Regions from separate parts of the Bicyclus anynana genome. Here region 1 is linked to region 2. The links are chromatin contacts, called in public Hi-C maps. All regions are on one chromosome and are shown on one strand. Each heading gives the region's core, a stretch centred on a gene start, on an enhancer-like site or on the middle of the called end of the contact. The rest is flanking DNA. Distances are from core to core; before and after follow the strand shown. Region 1 holds the start of LOC112053841 (calcium-binding mitochondrial carrier protein SCaMC-2). Region 2 overlaps LOC112053841 (calcium-binding mitochondrial carrier protein SCaMC-2).

Evidence for each region. A called contact is a pair of places that touch in the nucleus more often than the background predicts.
Region 1: a contact with region 2 is called in a Hi-C map of whole body, with 3 times the contacts expected there. The contact joins the promoter of LOC112053841 here to the enhancer-like site in region 2. A contact is called at or near these places in 2 of 2 Hi-C or Micro-C datasets (whole body and whole larva).

Annotation. Positions count from the first base shown.
Region 1 is chrZ:12,627,014-12,631,856 of ilBicAnyn1.1, reverse strand. It overlaps LOC112053841 (calcium-binding mitochondrial carrier protein SCaMC-2), which reads left to right and starts at 3,124. Exons shown (of 7, transcript XM_024093405.2): 1 at 3,124-3,520. The coding sequence starts at 3,347.
Region 2 is chrZ:12,580,501-12,585,786 of ilBicAnyn1.1, reverse strand. LOC112053841 (calcium-binding mitochondrial carrier protein SCaMC-2) reads left to right here. Exons shown (of 7, transcript XM_024093405.2): 6 at 363-939; 7 at 2,044-2,603. The coding sequence ends at 2,228. Among protein-coding and RNA genes, the nearest start is that of LOC112053845, 8.0 kb to the right of the region's middle. Within about 2 kb of position 2,171, at least 1 of the 8 cell types and tissues checked has open chromatin away from gene starts, as enhancers often do.

The DNA.
Region 1 (4,843 bases), core at 1,875-4,374, 45 kb before region 2:
ATAGGGGATAACCCTATTTCACCCTTTCTATTTTTATATTCGCAACATGAAGAATCTATAACCGCCTTCGTACTATTTGCTTAAATTGTGCTAAGTTTCAATTGATTTTATTAAGTAGTTTCGGAGTGATACATTTGGAAAAACCAATGTTAAACAATGTTTCACAAATTTCTCAGGACAATTTGACTAAGAAGTGAAAGTGATATAAAAACAAATAATGAAAAATAAAACACAGTGTCCTCATATCTTTCTCAGACTATTTTTTTCCAACTATTTACAGAAGAAGATTTTATATAAATTTTTTAGTATGTACTGTACAATATTTGCCTATACAAAATATACCAAACTGCAAGTATTGTTATGTCAACTTATCATCAGAAAAACACCACAATGTCACATTATTGCAATGTCTAAATTCGTTCGTTTAAGTTTTGAGAAACACGTGACCAGCTGCTCTAAGTATTTCGTAAACTTAATTCCTAAATATTTCAACGAAAAGATTCACTCTTTTCTGCAAAGTAAAAATAGTTCCTAAATATATACAAAACACATAAATATATACAAATGTATATTTTTTTTTAATTCGTCGGTTTTTGCAGAAAATAACTCAATTAATTCCTATTTAACTATAATGAGTTTCATGATGAATGTTACCAGTAGATTATTTTCCAACCCGTTAGTAGTCTCAATAGTCAATAGGTCAATTACAAATACTCAGACTTGACGTTCCTAACACTTTAAGTACGTCACTTTATTTGTATCCTAAAAGACACGAATACGACTTTTAGAAAAAAATAATCTTTTTGTTTGGCACTGCCGTGACTACTAAATATCTTCTGTTTCCACTTTACATTAACGTGTCTGACTGCGTAAAATTTTTGGAACAAATAACAATGCGGTTTTGCATAAAACAAATTTTGCTTCCTAGTCGCCTCGATTAATTTTTTTCCTCTCCGGATTCCTAAAAAATTTTTTCGAAAATTTCATCATTATCGTGTTATCATAATATAATAGTAGTAGATATACAATATCGATATATTATTATCGACATCCCTAAATGAATAGCCAAATGACATATTGCAGCTGCTTAAATTCAAAACTAACATAAATCAAAATTACACTTTTTTCAGAAGAACTAAAACAAGAAAAATAAAAACAATTTATTGGTCTATTTTTCCTCTTATTTTACATAAAGCATAATATAATATATACATTGGAATCATATTTTTAAAATGTTTTGCAGTTTTCTGATAAACTTAATGCTAGAGGAGATATTAAAAGCATAAAATATGCTGCTTTTCAATTGAGAACCTTTGGCTTGGAAATCAATAAAATAATCGTATATTTATTTATTATTATATAAATATAAAATAACAAGAATTATTAATATTAATAATTAATACATTTAATTAGGAATAGAAGAATTATTGCAATAAAATCATTTTTGTATATTTTTGATTTATGATAGTTTTGCTGTTGTTGTTGACGCAGCAAATGTATGGCCACTGGTGTCAACAGAATCTTCGAGAAAATCGAACTTGTATTAAAATAAAGTAAACTTTAGTACTATTCCCGTAAAGTTAATTTTAGTTTGTGACTTTGAGTAAAATTATTTTTTCATATTTTAATGAAAATATAATAAAATACGTCTTAACGATGGTACGAGACACCATAATTTGATACATGTTTGTGGCGGCTATCATTTTTGTATTCCAAAACGGCACAATACAGCATTTTTCTAATCGTTTTTAATTATTTTCATTTACCGAATTTGACAACCGCAGGACGTAACGTGTCAGTCAACGAAACAAGACTGCTAGTACATGCGCGGATAGGCTTGCGAAGCTCCGCACACCCGGGTGTAAGCGGGCCACGCCCCTATGCTACTTCTATTGCTAAAAGCGTTAGCTTTTAGCGATGTCTATTCTGTGGATTAACACATAGGTTACTTTATATCCTGAAAAAATCCATGGTTCCCGAGGGATTTGTGAAAAACTAAATTCCACGCGGATGAAGTTGCGGGCGTCCGCTAGTCATTGATATTTTGTTCTATCATCAGTATCATCCCATATTCGGCTCACTGCTGAGCTCGAGTCTCCCCTCAGAATAAAAGGGGTTAGGCCAATAGTCCACCACGCTGTCCCAATGTAGATTGGTAGAAAATTGAGAAAATGAGGTATGCAGATTTTCTCACCATTTGAGATACGTGATATTTAATTTCTTAAATGCACACAACCGAAAAGTTGGAGGTGCATGCCCCGGACCGGATGCGAACCTAAGTCCTCTGAATCGAAGATAGGGGTCATATCCACTGGGCTATTACGTCACGTTTTGCTCTATACGCAGGTAATATTATGTTTGTATATTAATGATGATCTGATGATTGAAAATAATACCTATTTTTATCCAATATATATATCTAGCCCCGAAGAAAGCATCATGTGAGGGTACTATGATAGCTGATTTCATGATTTGCATTTATTAAATTGAAGTCAATCTCATTTATATAAATAAAATTATTTATTGTAGTTGGTCTTCGAATAATTCCCACTATGATTTTAATAATCTGACAAAACTATCAATACTAATTTAGTTGTTCTATAATGGCAGATCATTGTGATAGTGACAGTAAATGTGGTGCTGGTGCTGCCACACAGCGAGTTTATTAGTTAGTTCCATTTTTATTAACTTCTCATAGATGTCACACTCATTTTATGTGCATTTATGTGGTAGTATAGCTTTCGAAACTGAGAAGTAAAGACAAATTAAATATCTATTAAAATAAAAATGCGCCATCTCTTGATAAGTTCTAAAACTGTTCCCGCGGACCCTTAATTTCTACGACTACTTTACATTCACCATTAATATATCTTAAGCAATGTTGCATTGTTAATGAAATATATTAATATTGTTAATGATGAAGTGACATTTTAAATTATAATTAAAATTTGCTATTGGTCTTTGGCTATCAATAGACAATTTTTAGTTGACGAAAACAAATGGAGATGTCGCTAGCATTCGCCGCAGTGCTGTATAATTTATCATTGTGTGGGTAAAGTATGCCAACATCTGATACTGAAGTTTGCAACCTACTTACTTTACCTATGTAGTAGTTAGTGTAGTATTTACCACTACCAGTAGCCAGTAGTGCCGTGGTGCCTAAGCAGGAAGTCGGAAGATACCTGTCAAATTTCAAAATTCCCTTTTAAATGAGAATCGCGAGATTCCGCAAAAATGATTTTAGTAGTATTTTTCATATATTAGGCTAAAGTAATGTATGCCCCCAAATACGTACAAGACATTTTAACTTGTTTAAGCAATAGTACTTACGCCGAGAACAGTCACCATGGTGCAGTGCCATCCACCTTTGGAAATAGAAGAACTACCAAAAGAAGACGAAGAAAGACTAGAAAAGCTATTTTCTAAATTAGACACCGATGGAAATGGAAAAATTGATATCCACGACCTGTCTGTTGCGCTTAAGGAGTTGGCCCCACACATTAATAGGAGTTACGCAGAGGTTAGAATCTGAAAATTAACTTTGCTAACTAACGGTACATCATTACAACAGTTTTAACTTTCATTTATTCGTACGTCACCAACTTGTCGACTGTTCTTTAAATTAAGAACACGGTTATCTTTTTAATTTTTAATTATTCTTTATTAATCATCACTCAGTTCAATGGAAATTATTACTAATTTCAATAAGCAAAATAATTATTTTGCTTATGGATAATTAGTAATCATCTAATCATACATACCACATATTAAGTACAAAAAAATAATATTATAACATTTAAAATAAATAATACACGTAAGAGGTGAAATTACTTTGAACAAATACTGGCAAACAATAAAGTTGGAAGTACAATTTTCTCCTGAACTTTACGGACAGACCATGCTAGGCTAACTCTGTTTGAGTAGAAATAGGTACCTAACTAAGTTTGTATACCTACATTTAAATGAATCATATAAATAATATGCATGGTAGATACAAATAAATTACTTTAATGACCTCATTCATGATTATTTATGTCAGGTATCAGTGTTTTTTGAGTTCATTATGAAATTTCACACTTCATAATTACAAATATTTAATTTTTTTATAAACTTACAGTACTGCTATTACATAATCTATAAAATGAAGTGTGGTGTTGGCAGTTGGTAGACCTGTTTTACAGATTTTAGAAATAAATTGTATATTTATAAAACTAGTTGAGCCATAGCTGAGTTTCATTTCTCATTCTCCTCCATGAATATCGTACTGAATGTCTTCTGGAGTGGCAATTTCTGTTGCTTTTGTTGGTCAGAGATTGTTCTATATTTTGAGACTTTATGTAGAGTAAACAACACAAAAAATAATTGAGTTGATAAAACACAAATTGTTCATGTATTATTTCAGATACTATAATAACTGCACAGCTTAATTGTTCATCACCATTATTAACCCATATTCAGCTCACTGCTGAGCTCGAGAGTCTCCTTTCAGGATGAGAGAGTTAGGCCAATAGTCCACCACACTGGCCCAATGCAGATTGGTAGACTTCACAGGTTTCCTGATGATGTTTACCTTCACCGTTTGAGACACGTGACATACTAAACTATTCCATTGACTTTTGTAAATTGAAAATTATGGTAACCAAGTAAAGTAAATTAACACATCCTAATTCCAGTGAAGCGTTTCCTCATTTAAGCTTTTATATTTATGGGAACAAACATCATGCCATGTCAGATGGAAATTTTAAAATGTATATATACTAATATTATAAATGAGATAGTAAGTCTGTCTCTTTGTTAACTTTGTTACCTAGGAGCAAAACATAAGGTACTTATTGACCCTAAA
Region 2 (5,286 bases), core at 922-3,421:
CTTTACAAAGCAGGCCTTCATTAAAGGATAGGATATAAAGCTTAAATCCACTAAAGCTGCACTATCAAACTCATAATGAAACATGATAGCAATCAGTATCAAATTGTGATCGGCCCGTTAGATTAACGTGTCCGAGGGAGTACCACCGACTTTCCACCTCGGGCTGCTACTAAATATTTGACAAAAGCTAAATATTTCACAGCTTGACCCAGGATTAGATCCTTAGGATTTCATTATCCGAAACTACATAGGTGAACTATTGTAACAACGAGCCAGCTATTCAAAAGATTTTTTAAAAATAATCTTGGAGAACATTTCATAACAGGAATGTGTAATGATTTCTTTGTGCTTTGGTTTTTCAGGTGAATCCAACTAGAGAAAATATGACGAAATGCTTAGCGAAAATGATAAACGAAGGAGGTATTAGCGGTCTGTGGCGAGGTAACGGTATAAATGTAATAAAAATAGCGCCAGAATCGGCGTTAAAGTTCGCCGCGTACGAGCAAGTCAAACGTCTAATAAAAGGAGAGAAGAATAATCAACCGCTAGAGATATATGAGAGGTTCGCGGCCGGTGCCACAGCCGGCGCGATTAGTCAAACTGTGATTTACCCACTAGAGGTGCTAAAGACAAGATTAGCTTTAAGAAAAACTGGCCAATATAGCGGCATCATGGATGCAGCGAGGAAGATATATGCTAGAGAAGGACTGAAGTGTTTCTACAAAGGATACATTCCAAACATCCTGGGGATAGTGCCTTACGCCGGCATCGATCTCGCAGTGTACGAGACCCTGAAGAAGAAGTACATCAACAAGTACCAGGCGCACAACGAGCAGCCGGGGGTGCTGCTACTGCTGGCGTGCGGCAGCACGTCGTGCACGCTGGGCCAAGTGTGCTCCTACCCGCTGGCATTGGTGCGGACGAGGTTGCAAGCGCAAGGTACTATTCTGTTTTAACACTACCATCTTAAGGGTCCAATACACAATCTTCTTCTTAAGGTGCCTCTCCGACTAGCGAAGGTTTCTTCAACTCAGGCAGTCAGTTTCTTGAACTCGTCTCAATCCTTTGCGAGGCGAAATAATTGTGCGGCGCTCGCGATCCCGGTCCACTCTCTGAGATTTTTCCACACACAATGGCTTATGGCAATCTCACATCTACAGGCAATCGCCATTTTTTACACTTCCTGAACACACAACTCGACATTGAAGACGATGTTTAGGTGGAGCACTAGCGCGTCAAAACTGAGACAACTCTAGTATACAATTTATTTATTTAAATAACTTTATTGCAACAAACATAATATATAAACATACAAAATTTTAGAACTAAAGATAATATGCAGTGAGACCATTTTAAGAGGCGACCTTATCACTAATAGCGATTTCTTCCAGGTTACCTAACTTGAAGAAGTATATAAACCAGTGAGACAAATAAAAAATATCATTGGTGCCTACTCTATTTAAATACCTTTATTCACGCCGCTGATAATGATGATGATGATGTGTATGGGAATGATGACTAGGTTTGAATATATTGATTTTTATGGTACATTCGGATAAATAAGGTCATTGTTAACTAATTTATACATAAATAACAAAGATTGTCTGGATTTTTGTAAAGCAATTAAGATTATAAAATTTCAAAACCTATTAAAATTCTTTTATCGTAATTAGATGAAAATTCATACAGTTTTAGCTTCCTCACATTAAATGTGACGTTTTTTTAATAAAAGATCTACAAACATAAACGCACAAATAACAAAGATACTCGTATTAGTAATTTCGTTTGAACGCCCATACTAATAAGAGGAATGTGTAATGATTTCTTTGTGCTTTGGTTACATTATATACCTACGACGTCATTAATTCGTACCATTGTGTATGGTTCGTTTTTCAGGGATCCGCGGCAGCGCCGCAAATCTGACCATTTAAATCCCTGTAGCTCCGAAAGTAATGATCGCAGATACCCTGTTGCTTTTAAAAAATTGCGTTACTATTAGCATACTCTTAATTTATATACAATACGGTATGCGTGTTGTTACAGAGAAAGCCGCGAAAGGCGCCGAGGGCACGATGCGCGGCGCGTTTCGCGAGATCGTCCAGCGCGAAGGGATCCGCGGCCTGTACCGTGGGATCACACCCAACTTCATCAAAGTGATCCCTGCCGTGTCCATCTCGTACGTAGTCTACGAGTACGCGAGCCGCTCGCTCGGCGTCAACATGACGTGATGACGTCACGCCCCCCCTCCGCGGCCCAGCGCCGCCACAGCTCCACTCACTAACTCGACTGCGACCTGGCTCGAGGAAACATCACATTCTAATCTAAGCATATGTAGGACACTTTGCATTTTAATGTAAATAGCTCTCGTGTATGTTAACTGTTAAGTTAATTAATTATTTATTTTATTTGTTAATATTATATTCCAATTTTGAATTTCAGTAGCTCTGAAAGAAATTGTTTTAAATGTGTAGTAGGTAAATTTTAATTTTTTTTAACAGTTGATACTTTTAAATGAAATTGAAACGGTGTGAATGTGTAATATGACGTAATAATGCATCTGTGATGAGTAATGTAATTAAAAAAAATATATTTTTTTTATTTTCTTTTTTTATTGTTTTGTCCCCAACATTCTAACCTTATTTCCAAACATATCCTTACTTTTTGTTTTTAAATATTTCACTTTCTCGTTTATTTATTTTTATTTTGTTTTTTTCATTTTATTATTATTCATAATTTTTAATGTAAACTACAAATAAAATTAAAATGTATAACAAGATTCGGCAGAGCTTTGATGCCACCAACCGGTCATTAGGCTTCAGAAGGACCTTGCAATACGCGAATTACGATCACTGCCTATTTATTAAATGTATTATTATTAGATTGAATAATGTTAATATTTTGACAGGGAGTTAAAATCAAAGCTGGCAATAGATTTGGTGCTGAATGTCATTTCTAATTCTGGCCGATATTATTACCACCCATTGACCTCTTATAATAAAAGGACGCACAATCATGTAGGAAATTTCACTTAAAAACTGGCCAATTTTGCTTTGACGGTTTTAGAATTATTGGTAAAGAAAATTACACCTTTTTAAATAAAGTCCATTATTCAATAAAATCCTAAATTCAGAAACAAATTCAACCTTAAAAATTCAGTTTAAGGTGGAATTTGCAAATGCGACTACTTGAATTAAGTGCCAAGAAGTTCTGTTTGGCACTCATTGAGTGGGGACGTGTTTTGGTCGCTGATTGTGCATCCACTTTTTGATATGAGATCGATGTTACCACAATACAAATCGAATTGTTTTCGAAGATATACTATATTTATCACAATACGTTTAATCTCATTACTTTCTCGCTCCAGTTGGTCCCTCATGACTGAGGATCGTGACCACCTTGGCGAGTCATTTTTCGGTATACAATGCTCCTCCATGGAGTACCGGTCGCTGGCCATTTGGACGGCACTGTAAAAGGTGCGGGCTCTTCTTTCCTTGAGAAGATCCGACCATCAAAATTCATTTATTTCAATTAGGCTTAGCATACAAACATTTTTGAAAAGTCAAATTATGTCATAATTTAAATTAATCTAATGGTGGTAATAATAGTCGAAAACATAAAATTAAATCCATCCATCGGGTTGGAGATCTACTTCGTTGTCGTTTGTCTTCCACATTTCCCATCACAATAACTTTTTTCCAAGTTGTTATCATGGCGTGTGATGTGCCCAAAATAACTGGGACACATGGTTGAGAGACGTGTTTTAATTTGAGGCTGTGAAAGAATTGATACATTTGTATACTCTCTCGAAGCTATTTCGACAGAGCTGCCATCAATCCCAACCAACTAGTAGTTGAGGCCTACAACTACATTCCCTTAAGGCTAACTTCAAGCAGAGGCGTCGCAAAAACGTCCTTTACGATCCAGACGATGACATGACGACCGACAATGCAACACAATCACAAGCTACACAGCGTCTTCGCCGGCGAAGACGAGGTCCCGATATCTAACGTCACCAGGACGTGGGTTTCTAACTCACGACCTTGGCGACTGATTCACTCAGGTCACGGTTACTCTCTCCCGAATGGCCCTCAGCCGAGGTCCGAGTCTCATAGAAGGCACCCTTAGAGAGTCGTTCCGTCCTCTATCTTTATTTCAGCCTTCGGGTCTCATCAGGCGATTCTTCTGTGATCGCCCAAACCCACCGGTGTCGCCGTAGTGGTCCCACATAGAGCCATCGGCACTTATAAACACAAAAAAAAAACATTTGTACGTTTGGCAGTCAACTGTACACGTAACATTCGCCTCCAACACCACATCTCGAACGCATCAATTCTTCGTCTCTGTCCACGTCTCTACACCATAAAAGGAGATCGGAAAAATAAGTGCTTGGACCACTTGTTTTGGTTATGTTTGTGGTGCTTCGGTTCTTCCAGATTAAGTTTGTTAAGCTCGTCATCTCATTACTTTATGTAGAACTATTTTACCTAACTGAAATTTAACATTAGATAATCTTGTTTTCTACATAACTATAAAATGTTTATGGATGTTTCGTTATCAGAGGCCGAAGACAGATTTACATACACAAACAAAGAAAGACAAAACTCGTCATCTCAATATTACTTATAGCAAGGGATATCCATTTATATACTTACATTTATATTCATAGGGCATCCTTGAACAAAAGCAATAATATTACCTGCAGGCTTATTCACTATCTTTGAAGTATGCTAGTTGACATATACGAAATTGAGGTTCTACGTAAAAATGTCATCCGGTGCTTACTGGTGGATATCACACAGTACATAAATGACATTTAGTCAATTGATGTTTATTTTAATAGGTTGATAATAAAGACCAAAATAGTGAATAAGCCAGCAGAACTCCATAAATTGTTAAGAAAATAAAATTCGTCCACTTAAATTTATATATTTAAAGATAGTAAGATTTAAAATGTCTCTCTCTAGAAATAGTTTTACAAGTTTGAAAGCTATCGTATCTCTGCCAATTCCAAGTCTCCAATTTTCTAGACATTAGAATTTCTGTATATCGTATATATTACGAACTAATTTTGCAATATCTGAGTAGTTTCTATCTATTCTCATTTTTCATCACAAAAACTGATTGTAGGCAGCTTAAGCTAAACTGGCTTAGCGAAAATGAAAACATAGTTGTCGATCACTGTACAGTACTAAGTACAGTGATAGACAACTGTTTTCGTTACTTTCTAAAGTCGTATGCGTCGTCCTCTAGTCGCACGTCATCGCAACACAGGTTGCGACGCAACGC